2 separate regions of the Sus scrofa genome follow, and region 1 is linked to region 2. The links are chromatin contacts, called in public Hi-C maps. All regions are on one chromosome and are shown on one strand. Each heading gives the region's core, a stretch centred on a gene start, on an enhancer-like site or on the middle of the called end of the contact. The rest is flanking DNA. Distances are from core to core; before and after follow the strand shown.

What was found. Hi-C and Micro-C count contacts between places; a contact is called where the count stands out from the background.
Region 1: a contact with region 2 is called in a Hi-C map of skeletal muscle, with 5 times the contacts expected there. The contact joins the promoter of CNBP here to the promoter of LOC102162880 in region 2. A contact is called at or near these places in 4 of 5 promoter capture datasets (fetal liver, liver and skeletal muscle), 23 of 47 Hi-C or Micro-C datasets (alveolar macrophages, brain, embryonic fibroblasts and 11 more) and 2 of 2 datasets of contacts at active chromatin or transcription factors (alveolar macrophages and skeletal muscle).

What each region holds. Positions count from the first base shown.
Region 1 is chr13:71,705,165-71,711,080 of Sscrofa11.1, forward strand. CNBP (cellular nucleic acid-binding protein) reads right to left here and starts at 1,863. Exons shown (of 5, transcript XM_021069428.1): 1 at 1,239-1,863. COPG1 (coatomer subunit gamma-1) reads left to right here and starts at 1,933. Exons shown (of 25, transcript XM_021069417.1): 1 at 1,933-2,088; 2 at 2,910-2,962; 3 at 3,413-3,493; 4 at 3,888-3,959; 5 at 4,141-4,220; 6 at 5,255-5,330; 7 at 5,574-5,666. The coding sequence starts at 2,052.
Region 2 is chr13:71,620,405-71,626,352 of Sscrofa11.1, forward strand. It overlaps LOC102162880 (pre-mRNA-splicing factor ISY1 homolog), which reads right to left and starts at 2,431. Exons shown (of 12, transcript XM_021069415.1): 1 at 2,410-2,431; 2 at 2,185-2,299; 3 at 1-15. The coding sequence starts at 2,187.

The sequences.
Region 1 (5,916 bases), core at 613-3,112, 84 kb after region 2:
GAAGTACCGATTCATGTTATGATGTGGATGGACCTGGAAAACACTATGCTAAGTAAAAGAAGCCAGATACACAAAAGGTCATACAATGCATGATTCTATTTACATGAAATATCCAGAATAGGCAAATGCGTACAGACAGAAAACGGATCAATGGTTGGGGGGGAGGAGTGAGGGATGGAGAATGTTCTGGAATTAGTGGTAATGGGTGTAGCCTTTTGAATATACTAAGAATCATTGAACTGTACGCTTATAAAAGGGTAACATTAAGGTATGAGGATTATACCTCAATTTTTTAAAAACTAGTAAAATTAATAAAAAATATTATCACAATCAGGATATTGCTATTATCCAATTTACAAATCTTATTCAGAGTTCCCTAATTGCTCCTATACTTTCTGTACTCTGTTTCTACAAAGGACTTAACAATTATCATGAAGAATGTACATTACAGTTAAAAAAAAACCAATAAAACCCTATAATTATATATTAGCTTATACACAGAGCTGGAGTCACAACACACAATTCTCATTGTAAAAATTAGTATTATAAAAATTTTCCTTGGTATGTGATTTTACAGAATTCATATCACACTCTGAAAGGATATTTTAACTCAACACAATTCATCTATATTTCATCTTTTTAACAATCCAAATCTCTGGGGTTCTTTTCTGGTTTTTAATCACGAGCCATGTTTATTTAACCTTAACTATGAACTCTTTTACACCTTGCTTTTCCCTTTTGATGTCTCACTTTATATAAGAAGCTTGGATACTGCCTCACAAGTCATCAGAAATATCCCTTTATAAATGATGTGGATGACAGCATCCGATGGACGTCCTACAATTCCCTTAATCATCCACTTATTGCTGGACATTTAGGGTGTTTCCGATTATCTCGCTGCAAACTGCTGCAGTGGGCAACTTAACTCTTGAGAATTTTCTACGGACAAGGGGTGGGGTTAGAGGTTAAAGATTTTGCTCATCTTTCTGGCTCTTTACAATTTTTGGTGCAAGACTCGCACTTCCCTCGCCGCGCTACCCCGTCACTCCGCTGCGTCCAGCCAGGAGCCTCAGCCTCTGCAATGCCAGACCCAGAGGTTGACCCCTCCCCATCACCTGGGGGCCCCGCCCTAACCGCCCCCACCCCAGGACCTGGACCCCCGCCCGGGCTCATCTAGGTTCCCTCCACACCGCCCCTCCGGCCAGCCGACTTCTGCCCGCCGCCGCGCAAGTCCTGACCTTGGCCCGGGAGTGTCCTCACAGATCCGCGGAGAGTGACCCGGGGCGCCGTGTTTTCCCTTCCAGTCCCTTCCAGTCCCCAGCGCTAGGCGACGCATCCAATAGGTGCTGGCAAAATACTCGAAGATTGAAAGAGCACATTGAAGTTGCTGCGCAGTAGATAAGTAGATCTCAGTTTAGTTAGATCCCTGGAAGTTAACGCGGTACCAAATGGTTCGCACCTGGAGCAGGTGTGAGCGCGGTGCGCAAAGGTGAATTGTAAGAGCCACTTCATGCGTTATTTCAAGCAACAATTTACTGAGCATGTACCGTGCGCCAACATCATCCACGGCAGGGAGTAAAAGAGCAATCAAGGACGAATAGAATATAGTGTCTTGGACGACCATTCGGGCTAGGCAGAAAAATCCGGCCGGGAATGGGGCTGAAAGTGAGGTGAGGCTGGCAGGCCTACCGGAGAAAGTGACAAGACATGTAGCATCTCGGAGGTGGGCCTCCTCTCCTGCCAGAGTGCTAGGGCCTCGCCTCTGGGAGTCCGTTTAAACTCGCGCCACCAGGCGGTGAGGCGTGGACGTCTATAAGCGGAGGAGGCCGTAAGGTCCGGAGTTTTAGCCCCGGCTTCTCCCCAGCAGGGACGGGGTTAACGCCCGACGCGGCGGCGGCACGTGCGCATGCGCAGATCGCGGAGTGCGCCTGCGCATAGCGCCGGGCGACGTGGCCAGCCGGAAGTGGCTGGAGCTGAACTGCTACCGGACTGTCGCTGCCAGCTGCAGGGTCCCTCTGTGAGTGCTGTTTCGCGCTCCCGCCGGCACCACCATGCTGAAGAAATTCGACAAGAAGGACGAGGAATCGGGTGAGGGGGGCCAGGCCCGGGGGAGGCCTGACCGCGCAGACTCCCAGCACCCTCCCCACCGGGCCCCCTTTGGGGCCTCTGTCCTGCCCCGAGGCCCAGGGAGGAACAGCGGCTTCTGTGAGGTCCGTCGCGGGTCAGCAACAGGCCTCGGAGAGCCTGAGCATGCTCCATTGCCTTGCACTCGGAAGCTCCAGCCACGATTCTCTGAGTGACCTTGGACGGGTCACTCGCTTCTCTGGGCCTCAGTTTCCCCTTCTGTCCAAGGAGGGGCCGGGTGGGGAAAACAGTGCTTCTCTGAGGGTTCGCTGGGGCTGCGTTAGTGCTGGCTGCACTGGGACGTGGTCTGAGGAGCCAGGCCCTTTTCAGTGCCCTGTCACTGCAGTAGAGCAAGTGACACACTCAGTGCCCAAGTCGGGAATGTTAGATAGGTCACAGACATAGTGGTGGAGACAGATATCAGTCAAATAATCACTTGTATAACTTACAAGCATAACACCTGCTATGAAGAAATTCTAATCACTGGGAGATGGTGGTCCCACCCGTAGTAGGGACCCGGTTAAGTACCAATTGCATAAATGAAAATATGGCACTATGAGAGGCACAGGAGGACTGTGCAGGGCTGCTGGGTGAAGTGGTTTGCAGTGGCAGGAACCCCCTTGCAGGAGAGTGGCAGGATCTATTGGCAGGTTGTGATTGCCATTCTGAGAAGTTGGTACTTCATTGGATGGACAGTGCGACATCTTTCCCTTGATTGCGACTGGGAGAATTTTGAAATTCAGAGTCGCAACCTGTACTCAGTCCTCTCTGTTCTCTGACAATAGGTGGAGGTTCCAACCCATTCCAGCACCTCGAGAAGAGTGCAGTGCTCCAGGAGGCAAGTGTTATTTGCTCCCCTGTCCCTTCCATCATAAATGTCCACACTCAGAGTGATCAAAATACTAACACATTCAAAGTTCTGGTTTAAAGAACAGTAGGGGAAAAAAACCTGTTCTTGGAAAAACAGGGAAACTTTGTTCCTGGAGAGAGTTCATTATGCTTATCTTTTTTTTGTTGTTTGTCTTCATTTCCCCTTCCAGTTATTTTATAAGTATCTGTTAGTCATTAAGTAAGCACATCACCAGCTAATATGGAAAATTTCAGGAGTTGTTAATAAATGAATTAAGAAAAAAGCAAAACAAAACTCTTTCTTATGAAAATTAGGTTACCTGGCCAGTGTGTCTATTTACCTGGGACTTCTCCAATCTTGAATGTGTTTGAGGGTAGTCATGGAAGGGAAAGAAATTGAACTAGAAGATCGTAGTCTTTCTTGGTTGCTTCTTCTTAGGCCCGTGTGTTTAATGAAACCCCCGTCAACCCTCGGAAATGTGCCCACATCCTCACCAAGATCCTTTACCTCATAAACCAGGTAACAGGGTGAGGCTTGGGGGTGGGGAAAACAGTGCTGGGTATATGTCGGGGAGTTGCACGGCCCATTTGTGCTTGTAGCCAGCAGCCTAGCTCTAGATACCCTCAGCATCTACCTCTGATGTGTTACTGGGTTTTGTTGTTGTTGTTGTTGTTTTATGTTTTGGCTGTGCCCATGGCATGTGAAAGTTCCCAGGCCAGAGATTGAACCCTTGACTCAAGCCGCTGCAGTGACAGTGCCAGATCCTTAATGTGCTGTGACATCGGGGAATTCCTCCTGTGTTGCTCTTCATGGAGCCTGTGCAGGATCTGAGGATATAGCCAGGGCTGATCTGGCAGGAAGAGCCTTCTGACCCATCTGTGCCAAGCTGAGACCTCTTTCTTCATTACAACAGGGGGAGCACCTGGGGACCACTGAAGCAACTGAAGCCTTCTTTGCCATGACCAAACTTTTTCAGTCCAATGATGTAAGTGCCCCCACCCCTGCTCTCCTCCAAAGGGAGCAGCTGGGACAAGGTGGTGGGAGGGCCAAGGAAAGCTGGCCCCCCAGTCACCGAGGCTGCCTCTGTCTTAATTGGCATTTTCTTGTCCTAACCCTGGTGCTCATACTGAGTTGGGGTCAGAGGGCTTTTTGCATCTCTTGCCCAGCCCACTCTCCGTCGGATGTGCTACTTAACCATCAAGGAGATGTCCTGCATCGCAGAGGATGTCATCATCGTCACCAGCAGGCAAGTCAGAGGTCTGTGATGCAGTCCACTGCCACAGGCCATCTTCTCATGAGCTGAGGCTTGAGTTTGACATATCGGCAGTGCCCTTTCCACCTTTCCTCTCCTGTCTCCCTTGTCCTTCAGTTACCCTGCCCACCATAACAGCTTCCAGGGTGGGCGGTTTCCCTTTTAATTCTCTGGCTTTAACTTAGGCAAACACTTTTCCTTCCTTTGATTTCTCTTTGTTGACTGAGGCAGTTTGGAGCTTTCACAGAGTCCAGTGAGTACCAGAGAGGATGCAGAAAGATTAGACATAAAGGATGCACGAGGCAGACAGACAGACTTGCTAAGTACTGGTTTGCCCACTGAGTGTTAGGCTGAGTGATGCAAGGGACAGATGTGCCTAGAATATAATCCTTGCCTGTAAGAGCTGGGCTCAGCGCTCTTATTTCTTCTTGCTGTAGTTTGGAGGGATGTTGTACTTTCATTTAGAAAATATGTACTGAGTGTCTGCCAGCCACTGTGTGTAATTCTGGGAATAGAACAGCAAACATGACAGACATGGCCTTTGCATCCCCAGAATTTAGAGAAATAACCTTTAGGAAGACCTTGGGGATGTACAAGGGCTGGAGGATATCCAGCTTGAGTTTTGGGCAGGAAAGGCCTCCTGGAACTGAGTGGAGTCCTGAAGAATGAGTGAAAAATATCGGGACAGAGGTGGGGGGTGGGTTCCAGGCAGGGGAAATGCAGGTGCCAAAGCCTGAGGGGAGAGAACATGGCTCTTTGGGGACTCCTGTTAATGAGTTTTTGCTTGGTGGTGATGGCAATAAGAAGCCTCAGAAAGTTTTAATCAAAGCAGGGAGTGACCCGGTCAGTTTTGAATTTTATGAAAATCTCTCTGCTGTGTGAAGTTTGGCTTGAAGGATGAACAATGCCAGATGCTGGTCAGGAGACTGGAGTGTGGTGTCGGAGCTGGGGGTGGTGGGCCAGGTGCAGGCCAGGGGAACAGGCCTGGGTCTGGCCCCTGCATGTGGACAGCACCTTCTCCCCTGCAGTCTGACCAAGGACATGACTGGGAAGGAAGATAACTACCGTGGTCCAGCCGTGCGTGCCCTCTGCCAGATCACAGACGTGAGTCTCCCACACCTGAGCTGTTCTCTTTTCCCGGCTCAGTCGCCTCTGGGTCTCATCCTTCGTGTGCTTTAGCTTGTCCCTGGCTTCTGAACAGATGGCCCAGCCAGGTGATGGGGGTTCTAGGGGCTCAGGAACACAGGAGACACACAGGGTCCCCACTCCTCCTCACACTGTGCCCTGTGCTCCTGAGGGTGGCTGGGATTGACAGGTTGCCTCCTGCCCCACCCCTTGTCCCACCAGAGCACCATGCTGCAGGCCATCGAGCGCTACATGAAGCAGGCTATTGTGGACAAGGTGCCCAGCGTCTCCAGCTCTGCCCTGGTGTCTTCCCTGGTGGGTCCCATGGGGCTGGGCCATGGGAGTGGGTTGGGATACTGAACAAACATCCAGTTGCTTTCCAAAAAACCCCATAAGGTTTAGTATCCCCAGATCTGAGAGTCCTGCCCCTTCTCAGTGAGGAGCTCCCCAAGAGACTCTGAGTGGATGGAGGGGCCAGCTGGACAGTGGCCTTGACCCATCCCTTGGGGGGTTTGGGTTTGGCAGGACATCTACCATAGCAGAGATGGTGAGGGTAGGAGCCACC
Region 2 (5,948 bases), core at 1,181-3,680:
TTCCGCGTTTCGGGCCTAAAAGGAGAGAGGAGGGAAGAAAAATGCCCATGTTTGAAAGAGCTTTTTTTTTTCATTTCCTTTTTATATACGTTTCACAAGGACACTACTTTAGATAAGTCACAAGCAGAACATGTGAACTAGTACAGTAACAAGAGCAAAAATCAAGACGTCCAAGTCCTGCTGAGGCTGCCCCCTCTACCTAAAATCTTTACTCCTCCACTGTCCCACCCCCTTGGCTCTAGCTAACTTCTACTCATCCTTCAGAATTCACCTGTGTCATCACCATCCCAGACAATTCTCCCATGACACCTTTTTTCCTTCTTCCTCTCTGTCTGGGTTCACACCTATCATGCACTTTCCACCCAGAATCACATGTCTGTCCCCTGCCAGTGGAATTTGTGAAGGAAAGACTGGCTTTTAAAAGGGAGATTTAGGAGTTCCCGTAGTGGTGTAACGGAAACGAATCCAACTAGGAACCATGAGGCTTTGGGTTCGATCCCTGGCCTCGTTTCAGGTTGAGGACCCCTTGTTGCCACGAGGTGTGGTGTAGGTCACAGACATGGGTTGGATCCTGTGTTGCTGTGGCTGTGGCGTAGACTGGCAATTGTAGCTCCGATTTGACCCCTACCCTGGGAACCTCCATATGCCAGAGGTACGGCCCTAAAAAGCAAAACAAAATAAAATAAAATAAAAGTAAAAGTGAGTATTATGTAAATACCGCTTCACCAATGTCAAGTCAATTATCCTTGAAACACATTGTCAGGCAGGGGCATATGTTTTCTCGGTTGTATTTTAAGTAGAAGGTGGACTTGCTGAGTCAAGGACTTGAGTTTTACTCCTGGCTCTTCCACTTAACCATCCCTGAGAAACTGCCTCTGTAAGCCTCAGTTTCCCCATCTTTATAGCAGGGACCATACCTCTTACCTCACAGAGCTGTCATGATGATTTAATAAGTAACTGAAGACATCTGGCATGCAGTTTATTTTTAAATGGAGCTGCAGCTGCCAGCCTATGCCACAGCAACTCAGGATCCAAAGCGAGGTCTGTGACCTGCACCACAGTTCATGGCAATGCCGAATCCCAGATCCACTGAGTAAGGCCAGGGATTGAACCCAAATCCTCACAGATACTAGTCGGATTTGTTTCCACTGCATCACAATGAGAACTCCCCGGCATGCAGTTTGTAGATGCTCAGCAAAAGTGAGATCGATTTAAATCTTTCTGACCCTCTTTTTCACGGGACAGAGAAACAAATTTGGCAAATGCTTATATATAAAAGTGAACACATATCTACTAAGGGATAAAACTGAGAGGCTGTCCCAGGAGAAGCCATCATCTTGAAGGCTGAGGCTGTCCTCACCTTAATTAGTCATCAAAGCCTACACATTCTAAGTATTTAATTCAGTGTTTCTCCACAATGACTCCATGCTTAAAAAACAGCATGCTGGGTACTAGAATTTTGGTCATGGTTCTTGCTTTTACGGGAACTCATAGGAACTTCCACCTCAAAACAATGTATGATGTGATGAGGGCTTGTACAACCGCAAATGTGAAGGTATGATGAGGGCAGTTACAGAAAATACCCAACCACTCCTGAAGCCAGAAACATCCAGGCCCAGGGATCCTTCTCCCGGGCTAGGGAAAGGAGAGCGGGAATGCCCCAGGCTTGTCAGAGTTCAGAAACGAAGCTCGAGGCTGAGCCGGCCAGCAGGAAGCAGCAGTACGGGACATATCGTCCAAAGCCTGGGGAACAGAAACGGCTGCTTTTGCCCTAAGGATTCACAACCTCCTGCAACGACACTATGTAGCACTCTTTCCGTTCCTGGGCGCAGACGACGCGCCAAGGCACCGAGTGAGACGTTAACTAAGCTACGGTGAAAGACCCTGTGCTCTGCGAGTGTCTATCCAGTCGGGGGAGACACACAGCAAACGGCGTGGGGCCGGCCTGGCGCCTGCCCAGCCTCGGTTTTCCCGATGAGTAACTACAGCGCTCCACACCGGCTGCGGACGACAGGGCGGTTGCCGAGGTCCAGTTTCCCCCAACTTGTGAGCGAAGACGAGACGGGAAGGGACTCCCCGCGTCACAGCCGCGGAGCTGGAGGACGCAGGCGGGCCGCCGGAGAGCCCCAGGCCGGGCACCCTCACGGCCTACCGCTCTCTCCCCTTACTCCCAACCCTACTCACCATGATGCGAGAGAGAGCGCCGCCCTTGGGCCCAGCGGCCCCAACCCACGTAGATTCACCTCCCGACGCGCGGCTAATAGGAACCGGACTTTAGTTGAAAGCACCACCAGTTTCTCTATCGGACGGAAAAATGGAAAGGACCGGAAGTGAGCGACCGGAAGCAAAACGGAGAATTGGCCTGGGGAGGGGGAGGAAATGAACGCGCATTCCCCTAGACAGCCTCACCATGGCGTTTGGACGGCGCACCAAAGCGCACGTACAAAAAAAAAAGGACGTTGGCAGAACTGCGCTTGCGCAATGTGACTGACGTGGCTGGTCCACTGGCTTTGCTCTCGCGATAAAACGCGAGATTTCTAGCAGTAACTGCTGCAACTTCGGATCTCGCTCTGCATTTGCGTCTAAGGAGGTGCGGGCTTTCGAACGCCGCAGTAGTTACGCGTCCCGCGGACCCTGTCTGATTCTGAAAGAACAGACACACCGTGTGCGGGCCTCGTCAACTCCTGCCCGCCTCTCTGGCATTTACATGGGGCCTATGCTTTTTCTGAGATTTTCTCCTGGAATCGCGGGGTCAGAGCTGGACCAGTGCTTGAGGTCACTTTCTTTTAAAATAGAAATGTAAGGTCCAAGGAAGAAAAACGCACTTACTGGAGGAGGCTGATGAGAGAGGTGGTGTATCACTGCCCGCAGAGGGGAAGTCGGTAGGTGTGTGCTGGGCACATTGCTGGGATCGGAAGGTCCTTAGTCAAGGACCGGGAAGGCAGGGGAGAGGCCACGATCCGGATGGTTCTGCTGGCTCCTCCCACAGGGTGTCAGTGTTGCAGTGAACTGTGGTGTGGAATTCAGGCGAGGGCTGGTGGCTACTTCAGCCACTTACAGCGGCTGGCCCTTTGCAAGCACGGTGCTTCGCCGCGGTTACTTCTGCCACTGGCACACCGGCCGCAGTCAGGAAGCACCACATCAGGCAGGACGGACACGTACTGGGAATGGGCACCAGGGTCAGGCCTGAACTATGACCAGTATTCTCCGTGAACGTTTAGGAGGGGCTATGGCCGTCGCACCTCCGCAGCAGCTAGATATGAGTCTGCTAATAAATAATGGCCAGTGGGAATTGAATGAAAGGAATGTGTGTCGCTTAGGCGGTACCATGCAAAGTACCCACGTTCCTTCTCTGGTGACTATGGGAACAGCCACCTTGAACTCAGAAATGAAGTATTGTGATCATTTGGATGGTCCTTCCCTAGCTGACAGCCACTTTCAGACTCCAAGGGCAGACAGTCCTTAGTACGTGGAAGTCATTGAGTTGCTGAAAGATTTCAGGCTTTACCTGGAGCCCACTACTCAATCTTCAGTTGTGTAAACCAGTAAATTCCCTTTAGTGTTGAAATCAGTGAGAGTCTGACTTCCTGGTACTTGAAACAGCATGCTGATCCATTTATCTTGCCAGTCTGCTAAAGTCCTTCCTCTGCTCATCCTGCTGCTGTTTTTTGTCTTTTTAGGGCCACACCCTCCACAAAAGAAGTTCCCAGTCTAGGGGTCAAATCAGAGCTGTAGCCGCCAGCCTATGCCAGAGCCACAGCAACTCAGGATTCGAGCCGTGTCTGCGACCTACACCACAGCTCACCGCAACGTGGGATCCTCAACCCACTGAGTGAGGCCTGGGATCAAACCCACAACCTCATGGCTCCTAGTCAGATTCATTTCCACTGCACCACTACGAGAACTCCAAGACTACCTGTCATTTGAGACAGTTCAGCCAGCCTGGATTCACAACCTCATTCCACCCCTTATTAGCTCCTATAGCCTTAGACAATATTTTTGACCTCTCATTTTTACTCTGCTGTGAAATTGGCATATTTTCTCATCCATGAAATTGGCACTTTTGCCTTATGGAGATGTGGTTTTAAAGGAGACAGTACATATAAAAATTGTTCAAGGAGTTCCCATTGTGCTCAGTGGGTTAAGGACCTGATATAGTCTCTGTGAGGATGCAGATTCCATCCTTGTCCTCACGCAGGGGGTTAAGAATTTGGCATTGCCACAAGCTGCAGCGTAGGTTGCAGATGCAGCTCAACTCCAGTGTTGCTGTGGCTGTGATGTCGGCCTGCAGCTGCAACTTGGCCCCTGGCCTGGGAAGTTTCATATGCCAAAGGTATGGCCATAAAAAGAAAAAGAATTGCTCAAAACAGATGTATGTAAAGTTCTGAATTGTTCTGAAAACCCACATGCTCTATAACCAGGTCTAGGATGTGGCCTAACCTAATTCCTGTGTCCAGTCGCCTGGGCCAGGCTAAGGGGCTTTGCAGGACTTGTAAAAGCTCATGTAGCTTTTAAATCCCTGGGTTCAAGTTGTACAGGCCTTCCCCTTACAGTAATCTTACCTTTATTTTTAATCTCCACCCTGACATCCAGCCCTGGCATAGGCTGCATGTAAGATTTGATGGTTGAACAAGTAAGAGCAGGGACTACTGGGCTGCACTGCCTTTTGTGCCAGCAGCCCTAACTTACACTGTTCCTAGCTGCCCCGTAAATTTTAACAGCACTTTTGTAGTAATAAGACTGTACTCACATCCTAGTAGCATTCACATATCTATTTATCTTATCTATCCTCAGCTGTAAACTTCTAGCCGGCAGAATGAATTTGGCCTATGTGCTGCTTTGACTTATGTTATGGTATAAAAACCGGAAAATCTCACATGAAAATCCTGATTTGGGATAACACCCACACTCCTGCACAGTAACTGTCAACACAAGTGAAAAATCCTAATGTTAGACTAGTCCATGTTGTAAGCAGGGTAGAATAATATAACACATTTGTGTGTGGACAACACACCAAAAAAAACCCTAGAGTTCCCGTTGTGGCTCAGCGGAAAGGAATCTGACTAGCACCCATGAGGACACAGGTTCAATCCCTGGCCTCGCTTAGTGGGTTAAGGATCCAGCATTGCCATGAGCTGTGGTGTAGGTTGCAGACATGGCTCGGATCTGACATTGTTGCGGCTATGCTGGAGGCTACAGCTCCGATTGAACCCCTAGCCTGGGAACCTCCATACCTCTCGGATGTGGCCCTGAATATATATATATATATAAAGCCTCCTAATATTAAAAAGACCTTTGCCAGCTCTGTCTTACACAAGTAATAACAGAGGGAGTACTTTGGCCTAACACTCGAGTGTATGTCCCCCAGCACCCAGGTAAGGGCCTCAGATACTGTCACTAAAAAAGAGCAGGTGCAAAAGAAAAAAATGCCTCCCTAGGGATGTCTACATCCCAGCCCCCTAAACCTATGAATACCTTACATGGCAAAAGGAACTTTGCAGGTGTAATTAAGGGACTTGGGGTGGGAAAGTTGTCCTCAATTACCCAATGGCCCCAGTGTCATCACAAGGATCCTTGTAAGGAGGCCATGAGTCAGAATTGGAGGTAAGGAGTTCCCATCATGGCTCACTGGAAATGAATCTGACTAGTATCCATGAGGACACAGGTTTGATCCCTGGCCTTGCTCAGTGGGTTAAGGATCCAGCTTTGTCATGAGCTGTGGTGTAGGTCAAAGACGAGGCTTGGATCTGGCACTACTGTGGCTGTGGTGTAGGCCAGGGGCTACAGCTCAGATTTGACCCCTAGCCTGGGAACTTCCTTATGTTGCTGGTGGGGCCATAAAAAGACAAAAAAAAAAAAAAGAATTGGAGCTGATTGTGGAAGCAGAGGTTGGGGAGATATGGCCGAGGAATGTAGGTGGCCTCTAGAAGCTGAAAAAAGGCAAGGAA